Linked DNA regions of Mus musculus: region 2 is linked to region 1. Evidence: chromatin contacts called from public HiChIP or PLAC-seq data. All regions are on one chromosome and are shown on one strand. The core of a region is the stretch at or near the end of the contact, and the rest is flanking DNA. Distances in the headings are between cores, read along the strand shown. Region 1 holds the start of Bex1 (brain expressed X-linked 1). Region 2 holds the start of BC065397 (cDNA sequence BC065397).

Evidence for each region. HiChIP or PLAC-seq counts read pairs in DNA pulled down with a chosen protein or histone mark.
Region 2: an H3K27ac HiChIP or PLAC-seq map of epiblast stem cells shows a contact between it and region 1, with 3 times the contacts expected there. The contact joins the promoter of BC065397 here to the promoter of Bex1 in region 1. A contact is called at or near these places in 2 of 39 promoter capture datasets (cranial neural crest and embryonic stem cells) and 2 of 115 datasets of contacts at active chromatin or transcription factors (embryonic stem cells and epiblast stem cells).

Annotation. Positions count from the first base shown.
Region 1 is chrX:136,213,810-136,218,382 of GRCm38.p6, reverse strand. Bex1 (brain expressed X-linked 1) reads left to right here and starts at 2,870. Exons shown (of 3, transcript NM_009052.2): 1 at 2,870-3,046; 2 at 3,403-3,479; 3 at 3,800-4,411. The coding sequence starts at 3,805. The coding sequence ends at 4,191. It overlaps LOC115489115 (atherin-like), which reads right to left and starts at 3,464. Exons shown (of 2, transcript XM_030251536.1): 1 at 3,380-3,464; 2 at 2,906-3,259. The coding sequence starts at 3,445. The coding sequence ends at 2,924.
Region 2 is chrX:136,741,004-136,745,323 of GRCm38.p6, reverse strand. It overlaps BC065397 (cDNA sequence BC065397), which reads right to left and starts at 2,367. Exons shown (of 10, transcript NR_033324.1): 1 at 616-2,367. It overlaps Morf4l2 (mortality factor 4 like 2), which reads left to right and starts at 3,972. Exons shown (of 4, transcript NM_001168226.1): 1 at 3,972-4,114.

The DNA of each region.
Region 1 (4,573 bases), core at 1,621-4,120:
GATATTTTTTCTATAAATAGGATGTAAAAAAATTAAAGTAACTATATCAAATATTTTGAACATTTATAAGAATAGAAAATGGCCATTATATGGTCCTATAAAAAGAAGGTACACATTTATATCTTTCTGACAGCTTGACAACTTGTTTTTTTTTCGAGACAGAGTTTTACTGTGTAGCCCTGGCTGTCCTGGAACTCACTCTGTAGACCAGGCTGGCCTCGAACTCAGAAATCCGCCTGCCTCTGCCTCCCAAGTGCTGGGATTAAAGGCGTGCACCACCATGCCTGCTGACAATTTTTTAAACGAAACTAGACTGAGGCTGAGTGAGGTGGCTCAATGGTTAAAAAGGAAATTGATGCTAAGTCTGATGACCTCAGTTTAATACCCTGATGGATTTGATATCAAGGTGGGTCGAGAGAACTGACTCCCAAAAGGTGTTCTCTGCCTTAAGCACACGCACCAATTAATAAAGCCAAACATTTGGAATGAGTGCACTGCTGCAACAGGCTAGGCAGTAACAAGAGTACTGCCTGCAGCCAAGAAATTTTTATGCTTTAATAATTTACCATGACAAGAATATTACTATGCACAAAAAATTACTCCAACGGACTATATTAGCTCATATCACCATTTATGGCAGAGGCCCAAGGGCCCTTGGAGATTGTGCAGTCCCTCATGAGATTCGGGTATAACTCAGCTAAGCACAGGACTGGATAGCAAGAGGTTGCCTTTGTGAACACTACGCATCCTATGGAATCATAACATGAAGCCAGACCACATTTTCTGGGAGTAGGATAGTAAGTGCAGGATTGTGATATAGAAACTAATGTTACTAATCAAAGGAAATAACAAGCTACTCACACAAGCAATGACAGATGAATCTCAAAAGATATGCTTAGGGAAAGCTACCAGGTAAAGAGGAGTGTGTTCTAGATGATTTGTTCCATGATGTCCAGAATAAGCAAACATAAGCTATACAATATACACATGACCATTTTTGTATGACTGACAAGATAACTTCTTCCACAGAGGAAAACAGTCTCTATCTTGATAGTCCTTTATCTGTTGATAAATATGTTAAATTTTAAATTACACAGTTTAACTATGACTATCTTGGACCGAGGATGCAGGTCAATGGTAAGATGCTTGCCTACCATGCAGGAAGCCCCAGGTTTTATCCCAATACTACAAAAAGAAAACGTGTACATGTTATTGTATGTCTTGAATGCTCTCATCCTTGTTTTAGTTTTCATATATAGCTGACTTCTAAGCATTTCACCTTTAGCCAGAAAGTGGTAATGCACATCTTTATTCCTAGCACTCAGGAGGCAGAGGCAGGCAGATCTCTGAGTTTGAGGCCAGTCTGGTCTATTGAGTGAGTCCCAGGATAATCACGGTTACACAGAGAAACCCTGTCTTGAGAAAGAAAGAAAAAAAAAACCTTCACATTTAAAGCTCATGAAGTGTATACATAATACTTCTGAGTTTCAATTTCCACTTGCTCATGACTAGAATACCAAAGAAAAGTGTATTTTGTTGGTTAATTATGTACCCGAAACCTTCCTGCACTGAATTCCCAATTCTCTGGGGGATCGCCTTTCCCTGTTCACTACTCCTGCTGCCCTCTCAGCCACCAAAGCTGGTCCTGAAATAGATTTACTGTATGTAACTTAAGATTATTTAAATACATGCTCATTGACTTGCAAATACATATGAACCACTTGAAGCAGAACTTTCTGAAAGAGATTTGTTCATTTCTTTTCATTGTGAAAATCTGACGAGGTTTTACAGCACAGTAAATTCTGGCTCACCTCATGAAAATGCCTTGCATGTCTAGGGGCCCCTCACAAGGGGAGCATCAGCTGCCCTGTCCTTTTTCCAAGGTCCAAAAACAGCAGCTGCTGCCTGTGGAGTCTATATTTATATAATGACTTAGCAGGAGAGACAGATGGTTGGCTTTTTTTCCCCCAAATTTAATCCTGTTTTTCAAATAAGACTATTTTTTTTAATGAGACAAGATCTCCCCAGCCTAGGCCAGTGTTAAACTGGAAATCCTCCTGCCTCAGTTCTCCCAGTGCTGGGTTTTTACAAACAAGAGGCGCCATTCCTTTTCTTTTCAAAAATTTTAACACAAATATAATTACATCACTTTTCCTTTCCCAAGCCCCTTGTCTCTAACTCCTCCCATGCTTGCCCTATTCTCAAATCAAAAGCCTCTCCCCGCCTTACTATCACTGCATATAAAAGATAGGTGCTTTTCGTGATCCCCCGAAGAGCACTACTATGGGGCTCCATTAAGAAATTTTAAAAATCAGACAGGTGGTAGTGGCACACGCCTTTAATCCGAGCACTCGGGTGGCAGAGGCGGGCGGATCTCTGAATTCCAGTTCAGCCTGAACTACAGAGTGAGTTCCAGGACAGCCAGGACTCACAGAGAAACCCTGTCTCCAAGGGAGGGGGAGGGAGGGACTGAGAAGAGAGGAGGGGGAGGGAGGGACAGAGGGAGGCAGCTTTTTTAAATCTACACAAGCCCACTTCTTGACTAACTTTTCCCCACATACTTTAGGGAAGTAAAAAGGAAAAGTCCAGGGGACAACAGAAGAAAGGAGGCACAACCTGGGAACAGAGGGAGAGGGGAAAATCAATCCCCCAGAGAACTGGGAATGGCCAGCAGCCCACAGAGCACCCACTGCCCTTCTTTTTGTCAGGCCATGAAATGCCCAGGGCTCAGAGAGACAGGGCCCAAGCTGGAGACCTTAAAGGGACCCAGAGGTGAAGAAGGGACCTGAACTTTGCACAGCAAGACACTGGGGGCGGAAAGAGGGGCTGGGGCCGGGGGCGGAGCTTTGGCTTCTGACGCAAGTGGCACGTGACTAGCCCACGCAGGCTCACACCCCTCGCTGGGTCTCGGACCTGCCCTCGCTCACTCTCTCCAGCCCGCCATCCCTAACGGAGGCACCTGTTCCTGGTGGCGCAGCTCCTGGTGGCGCAGAGCACGCGGGCCCGGGCGGCGCGGAAAGCAGCAGGAGGAGGAAGAGCGGAGCAGGTGAGGGGGACGGCGGACCGGACCCGCGGAGCCCGTCGTCGGGGTCCCGTGGCCGCCACCCGGGCCGTCGGCAGCGCAGGCCGAGGCTGCAGGTGGCCGTCCTGGTGTGCGCAGCGGCGCGGCCGGACAGGGAGGGGGCGGCGGGCCCGGGCGGAGACCCTCGGGGAGTAGGAGCATGCGCCCCGCGACAGCTTCCCATAGACCCCGGCATCCCTGCATGGGGGGGGGAGACCCAGGGTCGGCGTGGAGGGATGGGGGCGGCCGAGGCGGCGGGAAGAGCCTGGGCGGTGGCGCTCAGGACAGCGCCACAGGTCCTCCCTCCCACCTACTCACCCATCCTTCTGGGTTGATCGCAGGTCTGAGAAGCAGAAGCTTCGCGGCGCACCTGGTGGTGAGCATCTCTAGAAAGAGGAGAAGGCAAGGATAGGCCCAGGTAGGTGCAGGGGCAGGGCTGGGGACTAAGAGGAGGAAAGAGAATGTGCGCAGAGCTGGGTAGGTCAGAGGCCTGCTTGCCACCCCTTTACCGGGTTCATCTCTCCCATCCTATTCTTCCATTTTGATGACGCAGATGCATCAGATATATCTGCAGGAAACACGGTGGGCTTTGGGGAAGAGGTGGGCCAGATTTCAACCCTCTTGAGAGCTACGGACCTTTCAGATGGGGAAATGAATTTTGAATGGTGCAAAGCAGAGACTCTTGTCCTCGTTAGTGATCAATCCACGAAGAAATCTTTTCCTTCTCTTGCTTCTTAGGAGTAATGGAGTCCAAAGATCAAGGCGTGAAAAATCTCAACATGGAGAATGACCATCAGAAAAAGGAGGAGAAGGAAGAAAAGCCACAAGATACCATCAGAAGGGAGCCAGCTGTGGCCCTGACCTCCGAGGCTGGCAAAAACTGTGCACCTAGAGGAGGTCGCAGGCGGTTCCGGGTTCGGCAGCCCATCGCTCACTATAGATGGGACCTGATGCAGAGGGTTGGGGAGCCCCAGGGAAGGATGAGAGAGGAGAACGTACAGAGGTTTGGGGGTGATGTGAGACAGCTCATGGAGAAGCTGAGGGAAAGGCAGCTGAGCCACAGCCTGCGGGCGGTTAGCACTGACCCGCCTCATCATGACCACCATGATGAGTTTTGCCTCATGCCCTGAGTCCTGAGCTTTTCTCTGAAGATGACATGGGGACCCCTGCCTTGTGATGTACAAATTTTGAGGTTACTCCTTTTTATGTAGATCTCTCCCTGTTACCAGCTTCTAATTGAAACTTGTGTTTTTTACTCGGCCTATAATTCTTTTGTTAGCAGAATTTATCAATTGCATGGGAAGATCCGTATTACCTATTGTGAACCTAATAAAGCAGATTTAAAAGGCATCCTCTGTACTCATCTTTTCTTTATATAAGAGTATGAACAGCCACATGAGTGGAGTAAGTAGTGCTCACCACGGGAAGATCTGAAAAACGTTTCCCTTATATTTATTTTCGAAGTTGAACACATTATTTAATGAAGAATTTAGTTGCGTTAAGAGATGACTC
Region 2 (4,320 bases), core at 1,118-3,617, 530 kb before region 1:
GTGTATAGAGCAATAGAGTGAGTGACCCATAAATGGGTTTTCAAAACTGTGTTTATCATACATAAAACATTATGACATAGACTAAAAATGGTAACTGCAGGATAGAAAGAGCACTGAAAGGTAAGAGATAAGGAGAACAGTCCTGAGCTTTTGTGTGATACCCTAGAATAGAGAGGGGGAAATGCATCAAAAGCATCAAGTTACTTCGCCATACTTGGTTTGCTTTCCTATCATCATCTTAATGGTTTGTCAACATCAGTCAAAGCAGGGAACAATATATAACGTCCAGTTTGTTTCAGACTCTGAAAGGGGAACACTGATGGTGACACCTACACATTTCTTAGTCTGCAAAACAAGACTGATACTATGCAGGGTATATCAGAACACATTTGGCTTTACATTCTATGGCACCCTCTAGTGGTGTACAAAAAAAAGTATTGCATTTTAGCTCCCCTCCCCCACCCGCCCCGCCCAAAGCAGTGGTTCTCAAATTTTCGAGTGCATGGATTCACTAGAACAATCTGTACTGGCGTGGATTGCCAAGCCCCACCCGGAAAGCCTTTGATTTATGAGCCGTAAAGTAGAGCCTACGAATCTCATATTCTGATAACTTACTGGGTTTTACTGATGCTTCTGATTTGTCTGAGTTGGAGAACTGCTTTAAGACAACCTTTCACTGTTGTGGCTGGAGAGACGGCTCTACCAGAGGACCCAAGTTAGGTTCCCAGCATCCATGTCAGGTGTCTCAGAACAGCCAGGAATTCCAGCTCCGGAGGACCCAGTGCCTCTGACTTCTGAACACATGTCACATACACACATGTAGATGTATGCCTAATTAAAAACAGTAAAATTTAAAAAAATTAAAAATCCTTCACCCGTGTGTACAAATACATATAATTAGTAACTAAAACCTATTTTTTTTTGGCTGATTATAGTGTAGTAGAATTTTGTTAAGAAAAAAGAAATACCTATGGGAAGGATTTAAAACAACATCTGAAATAGAGAAAATATTAAAAATTGATGGTCTGACTCGGGAGATGTAGGGGGTCTGCTGCTCAAGCATGAGGGCCTAAGTTCAGTTCCCCAGCACGTATATAAAAGCCGAACATGGGGCACCTATCTATAACCCCCGTATTTTAAGGGGGACTGTTGGTAGAAATGGGCAGATCCTGGGAGCTCACTGACAAGCCAGTATAGCCCATGTAGTAAACTCTGAGTTCAGTGAGATCCTTCCATAGAAAATAGGGTGAACCGCAACAGAGGGAAAAGACCTAAATGAAGGTGAACTTTAGCCGCGAAATGCACAGGTCACACAGGTACATCGAGAAAAAAAAAAACCCTCAAGGCGACATCATTATGCGCTGTGAAACCTAAGTGAAATGCTTTCCTACTTACTATCGACTTTAAAAGACACAACCACGTTTTTTTTTTTTTCGGAATTGTAACGAGAATAGTAGGGGAGAAAATGCCCTTTGTCTTCGAAAAACAGCTTAGTCAGGAACTCCACTACCCCCAAGGCTGTACCTGATAACCAGCCCCCAATGACATCAGTCGCTAAGATAACCAGACACGGGACAAGAATCCCATGACGCCCGCTGGACTGTGAGTATATAAGGAGGGAGATAGAAAGCATCGGTCTTTCGCTGCACACCTGGAGAGACACCTTGAGCCGCCCTTGTGGCTGGAGAGTCTCCCTAGGCGCCTGCATCGGAGACTAGGCCTGATCTTCAGGTAAGGTCCGTCACACAGGTGAGCTCCCTCAGGGGGGAACAGGCTTAAAACTGTAGTTAGGAACTAAGAGTTTTAACTGTGTGATGACTCTCACCGTGATAAAATATAACTTTTGGTATATTAAGTACCTACCTTCTCACTCCGGACAGCACAGAACCACTACATAAACCTGAGGGGCCAACACACGTACCTGATAAAAATTTCAAGAGGGGAAAAAAGTGAGCAAAAAGAATATTCTTTCATTGGTTTATTTATGTAGTGACGGGGCCTCAATATGTAATCTAAGCTGGCCTTTAATTTGCGGCCCTTCTTCCTCCCAAGCGCTGATACTGCGGCTGCGCCACAGCTCACGAAGGGTTTTAGCATCAGAATTTAGGCCCATTTATCAATCCTGAGAAAAAACAAAAGATGTGCCAGAACAGGTGACTTTTTTTTTTTTTTTTTTTTTTGCTTAAGGAAATTAACCAGAATTTTCGGATATATAATTCCTTGCCTAGTACTGTTACTTCACAGAACTTGATCTTATTCATCTTTAGGAATTTAAGATATATATATGAGTCAGCCAGAGATTAGGGAGCCCATAAAATAAGAAGTGGGTGGAGCAAAAAAATCAATCTCACAATCCCTGGGAACCAAGCAGTAACTCCTTTGGCTGGGATTTGGTGACATCTAGCGGCAGATTCAAGAGGTTTACTGCTCAGCCAGTGAACTTTCTGGAAAATTGGCCGAATGTGTATTTGATCACTCCGCTTGGAGATTAGGAAAAAAGGTAGGTGAGGCTCACCACCCACAGGAAACTGGAGTTGTCTCTATCACTGGGGAATTTAGTTGCCTATGTTTTCATTAAAATTTTGTGTGCCAATTTAGCGATAAACCTGGTGAGGGGGCATAAGGGAGATTCGCAGTAAATTTGGTGAAGGGCAAAGGGGAGGCCTTGGGGACAGAGAGGAGGGGGTGTACAACTGGAAACTTGAAAGAAACGCCCTTTTACGTTACTAATATAGTTCTGAATCTTAACCATGGAAGAAGTTTATTTTGGTGGACTATAATGTGGGAATAATGATCATCTCTAGGGTCTAAAATTAAATCGGACTGGGTGGAGTGGCGCATGCTTTTAATCCCAGCGCTCGAAGGCCGTGAAGGGACAGGTGGATCTCCGAGTTCCAGGCCAGCCAGGGCTACCTAGTTACAACAGGCCTCAAAAACAAACAAAAAAACGAAAAAAGGCAAAGAAAAGAAAGGAATTTGATTAAATCGGCAGGCCTTTTCTTACAGAAGCCCTTTCCTTTAGATACTAGCACTGTCCTAGTTATTCTCAGTTTTATTAATGCAGTTTGCAAACATAAAAAAGGCAGAAAAATCCACCAAAATGAGGGACCTCGCCTACGCTCACGCGCGCGCGCGCACACACACACACACACACACACACACACACACTCACACACGGCCCCTCCCGTCCCCACCAGGGCAGCACGCCTGCGCACACCCATCATCGCCAGCGCCACGAGGGCGGCTGTGCGCCCACACCCACACTCCACAGCCACGCGAGCCTGCCTGCGCCCGCGTGCGCGCAGACACCCCGTTTCTCCAAAGCATCCAGGCATCCGCCCAGTGGCACTCACCACCCTCACACGCCTCACACCTCAAAACCTTCACCATTCCTTTGCCTTTGGTTTTTTTGGGGGGGCGTTGGTGTTTTTTTTTCCTCTCTCCCCAGGTCCGCGAGTTGCGCAACAGGCTCGGGGGCGTGGCCCCGGGTCTGCCCTCGCTCTTCCCACTCGCGGGAACCTTAGCTCATTTCCGCCTAGCCTGTTTCCGCCAGCCACGTCGGCACTTCCTTTCCCAGCGGGGCGGGGGCGGGGGAGGGGAGCGGACCCACAAACCCATAATGCCTCCCTGCAGGAGAGAAGGCGAGCGCGAGGGGGGGAAAAAAAAAACCCACGGTCAGGGGAACTCTGGGTCGTGAAGACGGGCCACGTGAACGCGCTGCCCTATAGACTTCTGACCCAACGGCTGGAGCGCACTTGGAGGGCGGGCTAAGATCCTAAAAGAACCATCGCCATTGGCGGGAGCCCTCACTGAAGAAGGATGCTAATTGGTTTGCAGTCGGCCCTAAGCATGAAGAAGCAGGTTGCTAGCACCCGCCTTTACTGCGGCTGAGTGTCACTGCTGACGTGGGGGCGGCTGTCCAATCATCTGGGTATGGAACATTCTAAAACTCAGACAAGACGGCTAGGATTGGCTGATGGGCTAAGCCCGCCTCCAGGGTGACGTGTCTGCCTATGGATATCAGTTGCCAGAGAAACCTGGCTTTACTATGGCGGTTGGAGGAGCAGCAGTGATCACACGTCGGCTGCTGGAGAGAGCTGGATTCTCGTTTCAGGTTTCGGGGTGGGGGTGGGGAGGAAGGGTAGATGATTTCCTCTTTTCTTCTTGACTTATGGATAGGATTAACTCGTGCCTTCTCATTCAGGAAAAGCGGAATTCGTATTCCTGCTCGCCAACGCCCAGCTTGGGCAAGGCTCTTTTCTGTGTCTCGGTTTCCATGTTTGTAAAATGGTAATAGTAGCTATCTCAGACGCGGATTCA